Linked DNA regions of Oryctolagus cuniculus: region 1 is linked to region 2. A link is a contact called in public Micro-C data. All regions are on one chromosome and are shown on one strand. The core of a region is the stretch at or near the end of the contact, and the rest is flanking DNA. Distances in the headings are between cores, read along the strand shown. Region 1 has its middle 33 kb from the start of SEC22B. Region 2 overlaps NOTCH2 (notch receptor 2).

Region 1 (2,812 bases), core at 244-2,743, 210 kb after region 2:
CTGAATCCATCTGGGGGGCAAGTGTAGGGCAACCAGAGGGTAAAAGTTGAGAGGTAAGAAAGGAGAGTGAGTGGGAGAAGCCAGCTGGAAATGGAGAAAAATTCCAAAGATAGAATGTCATGATGAATAACAATCAAGAAAACATTCCAGTACAATTTAAAAAGTATGTTCCAATTTATATTCAACTATGGTAAGTCAACCCCAAGTTAATTAGTTCAGATACATTTTCATTAGAGCATGACCTTGGATGTATTTTTCAAATAAGTGAGAAATATATAGGATGAGAACATGTAAATTCTGGTTTCAAGAATTAAGCATTAAATATCAAGTTCAGTTCTGATGCAAGCTAAATGACAATTTGCAGGTAGACTCGGGCTAGATGTTTGAGGCCTCGGAGTCACTGGTTCCAGGCAACCAGCATTTGTGAAGGCCCAGAAGCAAGAGGAAGCAGAGTTGAAACCCTGGAAGTCCAGTGGGAGTGGAGTTCAGACTGAGGGCAGCCTGCTGACCCGGGGGGGGGGGGGGGGAGGGCTTCGAGCCATGTTAAGAACTGTAGACTCTATCTCAAGGATAATGGGAGGCCACTAAAGTTTAAACAGACAAGGTGAACTTATACAATGAACCTTCTGGTGGTTGGTAGAAAATGATCCACAGGGAGAAAAACTGGAAGCAGGAAACCAGCAAAAGAATGTGCAAAAATCATGGTAATCACTTGGGCCAGGTTGTGAGAGTGGGTACGGCAAGAAGTGGACACATTATTGGTTATTGAGGGGCCAGCATTGTGATGCAGTAGGTAAAGCTGCTGCCTGTGATGCCAGCATCCCATATTGGTGCTGATTTAAGTCCTGGCTGCTCCACTTCTGATCTGGCTCCCTGCTAATGCACCTTGCAAAGCAGTGGAAGATGGCTCAAGTCATTGGGCCCCTGCACTCACATGGAAAACCTGGATGAAGCTCCTGGCTTCAGCCTGGTTCAGCCCTGGTCATTGCGGCCATCTGGGGAATGAACTAATGGATGAAAGCTCTCTGTTTCTCCCTTTCTGTAACTCTTCCAAATAAATACACAAATATTTAAAAAAGAGATTATTGGCTATTGAATGAATGTGGAGAGCAAAAAAATAAAAACTGAATCCCAGGTTTTTGGCTGGAGCAACTGGGTGGATAGTACACAAACATTTTCAGAGCTAATAGAGAAAGACAGGCTTGCAACAGCTACTAAGATCCTTGACGAATGCAAGGAAGAAATAATGGTACATGGAAACTAGAGGAAGCCAGTGAGCCTATCAAGGAGGATGTGGTCAGTAGCATCGGATGCTGTTCAGATGTCTAGTAAGATAAAGACTGACGTATTCACTGAGTTTGGTAATACAGGGGGCAGGGACAGCATTAGTGGCCTTAGTGAAAGCCCCTTCCAGTACAATGGGAGTCAGTGCTAGATCAGACTGGGCTGAAAAATGAGAAGTAAAGAATTAGAAACAGCAAGGGTGGACTGCTCCTCATTTAAAGGTGTACACAAGTCCCTCTGCCCTAAATGGTCGTCCACACTGCCCCTACTTGGTTAATCTTGCTCACTCCAGGGCAGGCCTGGAGTGAAGGGGATTTATAAATAAACAGAAATCTGAATATGTATATTTTTCCCAGAGGCAAATTCAGTCGGGCAGGGCTAAAAGTCAGGAAGTGTGTGACTTATGCTGTGCTCACCAGACAAGAACTTTCAACCCATAGAGAAGGCCCATAGGCTCCCTGGTGCCAACATGGGGGTGTTAGTCTATATTACGCCAAGAATATGGTGCAATTCTGAAGAACAGGAAGAGGCTTAGTTGGAATGGAAAGAGAACTCTGACTTGGGGGTGGTAGGGTGGGTGGAGTGGGGAACATTTTTTTTTTTTTTTCAAAAGCAAAGCTAGAAATGAACTGGCAAAAGTGGAAGGGACTGAAAAACTGTAATTGAAAGCCTTCCTGTCCCAGATCTGGCTGGAATAAGGCAGGCAGAAAACGCATGATTCAGAATCAGCTCTTACAGCACTTATGAGGAAGGAGAAATCACCCAGCCCCTGGTGCCCTCTTGACAGGCCCAGCGACCCCCTGCACTTTTCTCTTCAAGTGCAGAACAGTTGACTGACTGCAGCTGAGAAAGTTTATCCAACGGGAGTGGTGCCTACCAACCTCCCAGGGTAAGAGTGAGGATCAAATGAAAATAAGTCTGTGATGGCATTTACTATGCCAGGAAGATTATCTTAAGCGCTATCTGATCATGTTATTACAAGATGATTCTCTACTTAAAGGTAGAAAAGCACAAGGGTATTTTAAAATAAATTTGAATGAGAAAGACCAGATATAGATAATTTCTTCTTTGAGTCATACAGACACTGGGACAGATGTACTTACACACTGCTGGCAATCAGTCTTTGGATTCTGCTGGGCATCTTACATTGGAAGAATCAGGGCTGAACACCTTACTCTCCTCTTACCAAAAAAAATTATTTCAAAGTTGGTGCTAAGTGAGATCTGGAGTTAAATGGAAAAACGTGGGCAGAAGTTTCTGGCTATATAGATCAAACCATTAAAGTGAGATTAAAGAAAGTCATTTTGGGGTCCGGCGCTGTGACGTGGCAGGTTAACGGCCTGAAGTGCTGGCATCCCATATGGGCTCTGGTTTGCATCCCGGCTGCTCCACTTCCGATCCAGCTCTCTGCTATGGCCTGGGAAAGCAGTGCAAGATGGCTCAAGTCCTTGGGCCCCTGTACCCACCTGGGAGACCCGGAAGAAGCTCCTGGCTCCTGGCTCCCGATTGGTGCAGCTCTGGCCATTGC
Region 2 (2,835 bases), core at 169-2,668:
GAATGGACGATTAACTTAGTTAATGATTAAGCTGATTAAAAGAAAGGCTATTTTCATTCCTACAGTGGTATTAATCTATTTTTCTGCCTCAGGAAGTAGGTACTCTAGGCATAATTTTATTGTTCTCTGGTAATTCAAAAAACAATGCAGGGACCCTCAATCTAGCCAAGTGGTTCTCAAATTATAACATGTGAAAGACTTAAAATATGTGGTTTACATGGAGATTTTGAGAAACTCCGCTCTTGACAATTAACTGCTTATCATCCGCTAATACTGCTGATAATGGGATACAGGAAACTGAAGCGAGTATGTTCCTCCTCTAAGACAGCACCAAGACTGAACTTTGAAAAGACGTCTGCTGTTTTAAGACATCTGATCTTTACAGTATTAGGCTGAACACAGTAATATGGCCAGTTATGCAACGGTTTTGATTCATTAAGTTTTGAATAATTAAGACCAAACTGTATATTCCAAAATGATACAAAATTGATTGTGCGTAATTTTGTAAATGAGTGACAATAAGTAACTGATAAGAATGAATATAAATTTCAAGGAAGTTAAGTTCTAATTCAAATAAAAACAGACATTTTTATTCAGGAAAACACAACCCTACATTTAGAACAGGAAATTCCAAATGAAACAGATACACACCCCTTCAAAGTATGGGTATTAACATTTTTTCACCCTCCATTACTCTCTACACCGTTATTGGTGGTTCTTGTGGTAAAGACCCATAATCTGGAAGCGGTTGCTGTTTTCCTCTTAAGTGTTTTATTAATAACTTGTTTAAAAATACTACTGCTCTGACCTCGATCGCTGATTCTTGGAGATGTTTATCATCTCCAAGACCAAAACATGAGCCAGAACTATTCGATAGGAGCTACCTTGGGCCTGCAATCCAGTGGAGGATAGGAAGAAAAAGCGTTTTTCATTCTTGGTTCATATTTGATAGCACCTCCTCAGAAGCCAAGTTTTGTTGCTAACTTTTATTCATTTTCCTTTCCAGAATGAGTTCTGAAACCATCCTTATGCAAGAGTGTTAAGGGCCTCCCAGTGCTGTACGTGTGTGGACTGACAGCTGCCTCACCAGCAAGGTCCCTCCTCAAGGAGTGTCCACTGTGCATCAGAAATGCCCAGTGCAAGGCCATGCACCTCGACAGGCTCAGTGTCCACTGAAATGAGAAGCTACACCATTTTTCTGACTCTGCAGACACTCAGCAAGTTGGTGCTAATGAGTGACAACAGGTACGAGAGTATGAGAGTCCCTCCCATTCATCTGCACATTCACTCAGCAACATGTCTCCTCTGTGAAAGGCACTGCTCCAGATGCCTGACAGCGATGATTAAGGAAGTTCTGCCTTCTGGGTACTCACAGTGCTCACCCCACAGCTCACTGCTGAGGCCAGGGGCACATGGAGCTCCCACCCTCCCTTGCATCATTTGTTCAATGGAGTGCTTTCCCCAAGACAAAGGCTAGGAAGGTGCTTTGTAAAACTGAAAAACATTTTATAGGAGCATCTCATTAAGCTTTACCTGGCCCCTTTTAATCAAACAGCAGAAAGAGGTCCTAGGAGAACAGAGAACTTTGTCCTAAACAAAAACATAAAAAAAAAACAACCCTCAATAATACCTTTGACAGATTTAAGTAAGTTGGTGGGTAGAAAAAGGATTAAAATAAAGCTGGGGAAAGAATAAAGCACCTCCTGTTCACTGCTCATGAGCATACACCTCAGTCAGCACTGATGTGTTCAGCAGCTGACTTTTACAAAAACATCCCCAACATAGAAAATAGTTCTAGGAGCAGGCACCACCCAGTAACCAAAACATTCCACTGCCTGGCCATGCACTGTCATGCTGCACCTTTAGTTTATGTTGGAGTATTTTTAGCCCATGTTCTCCCCTCTTGGCCTTACTGGCTTGCGAATGTTAAAAAGAAAGACTATGAATCACTGGCATTTCAACAACAAGAATGTCCAGCAGAAGTCTTACATAAATCCCCAAAGAGGCCACGACAGGCTCTTTCTAAGCCTCTCCAGGGCAGTGGAAAGGATCTTGGGTCCTGCATAGACTGCCTGGGGTGGGACCCTGGCAACACTATTGGCCCTCACCAAGCTCTGGTTTTTCATCAATCCCATGCTGACATCAGTGAGATCAGACACTTCATTTAGTGCTTCACTCAAAACAAGACCTTAACAGATGTCACTGATTCCTTCTATATCCATTTAACAGCATGCACTCTTATCCTATCCAGCAGGGACTTTGTGTATTCAGTCGACGGCCACTTGACTCAGTGACACAGGGTTCAGGCTCCACAGTGACAGCATCACCAAACCCAGCTTCTTAGAGATCGTCCACTGAGCAGGGGACACTGGCGCCCACTGGGGCACAAATACTCCTCTCTGGTGCCCACAGTCAAACCCAGCAGGACAAATGTTTGTGAAAAGAAAGCCAGGTAAGCTCCCGGCAGTTATGTGGCTGTATTTGCTTCATTTGGTCCTGGCAGGCTCTGCTGAAAGCTCTGAGGGCACTTTCTCACATAAGCTGCAAAGCTGCACACAGGGATTAGGACAGGGTGGCAGCACGTGACTGCCTGCTGTGTGTGGCATCGTCTGTCCAGAAAGCAAAGAACACGCACTGGGTGCCCTCTGCCAGTGCCAGGAACAACCTTAGGTGTCAGTGAGGGAACCCAGCTTTCCTCAGGAGCCTCTAGCACTTTTCAATCAGCTGGTTAAAAGATAAAGGAAACAGGGAATGGGAGGGGTGGGAGGGTGGGTGTGGTAGGAAGAATCACTATATTCCTAAAATCGTACTTGTGAAATGCTTGAAGTTTGTATT

Evidence for each region. A called contact is a pair of places that touch in the nucleus more often than the background predicts.
Region 1: a Micro-C map of ear pinna shows a contact between it and region 2, with 6 times the contacts expected there. The contact joins two enhancer-like sites. A contact is called at or near these places in 5 of 6 Hi-C or Micro-C datasets (ear pinna, embryonic fibroblasts, psoas muscle and 2 more).

The regions. Positions count from the first base shown.
Region 1 is chr7:50,414,623-50,417,434 of mOryCun1.1, forward strand. No RefSeq gene overlaps it. Among named protein-coding and RNA genes, the nearest start is that of SEC22B, 33 kb to the right of the region's middle. Within about 2 kb of position 1,494, at least 2 of the 8 cell types and tissues checked have an H3K27ac peak or open chromatin away from gene starts, as enhancers often do. A contact at or near this core is called in ear pinna, where this site is marked.
Region 2 is chr7:50,208,328-50,211,162 of mOryCun1.1, forward strand. All of the region lies in intron 12 of NOTCH2 (notch receptor 2), which reads right to left. Among named protein-coding and RNA genes, the nearest start is that of TRNAQ-CUG, 59 kb to the left of the region's middle. Within about 2 kb of position 1,419, at least 1 of the 8 cell types and tissues checked has an H3K27ac peak or open chromatin away from gene starts, as enhancers often do. A contact at or near this core is called in ear pinna, where this site is marked.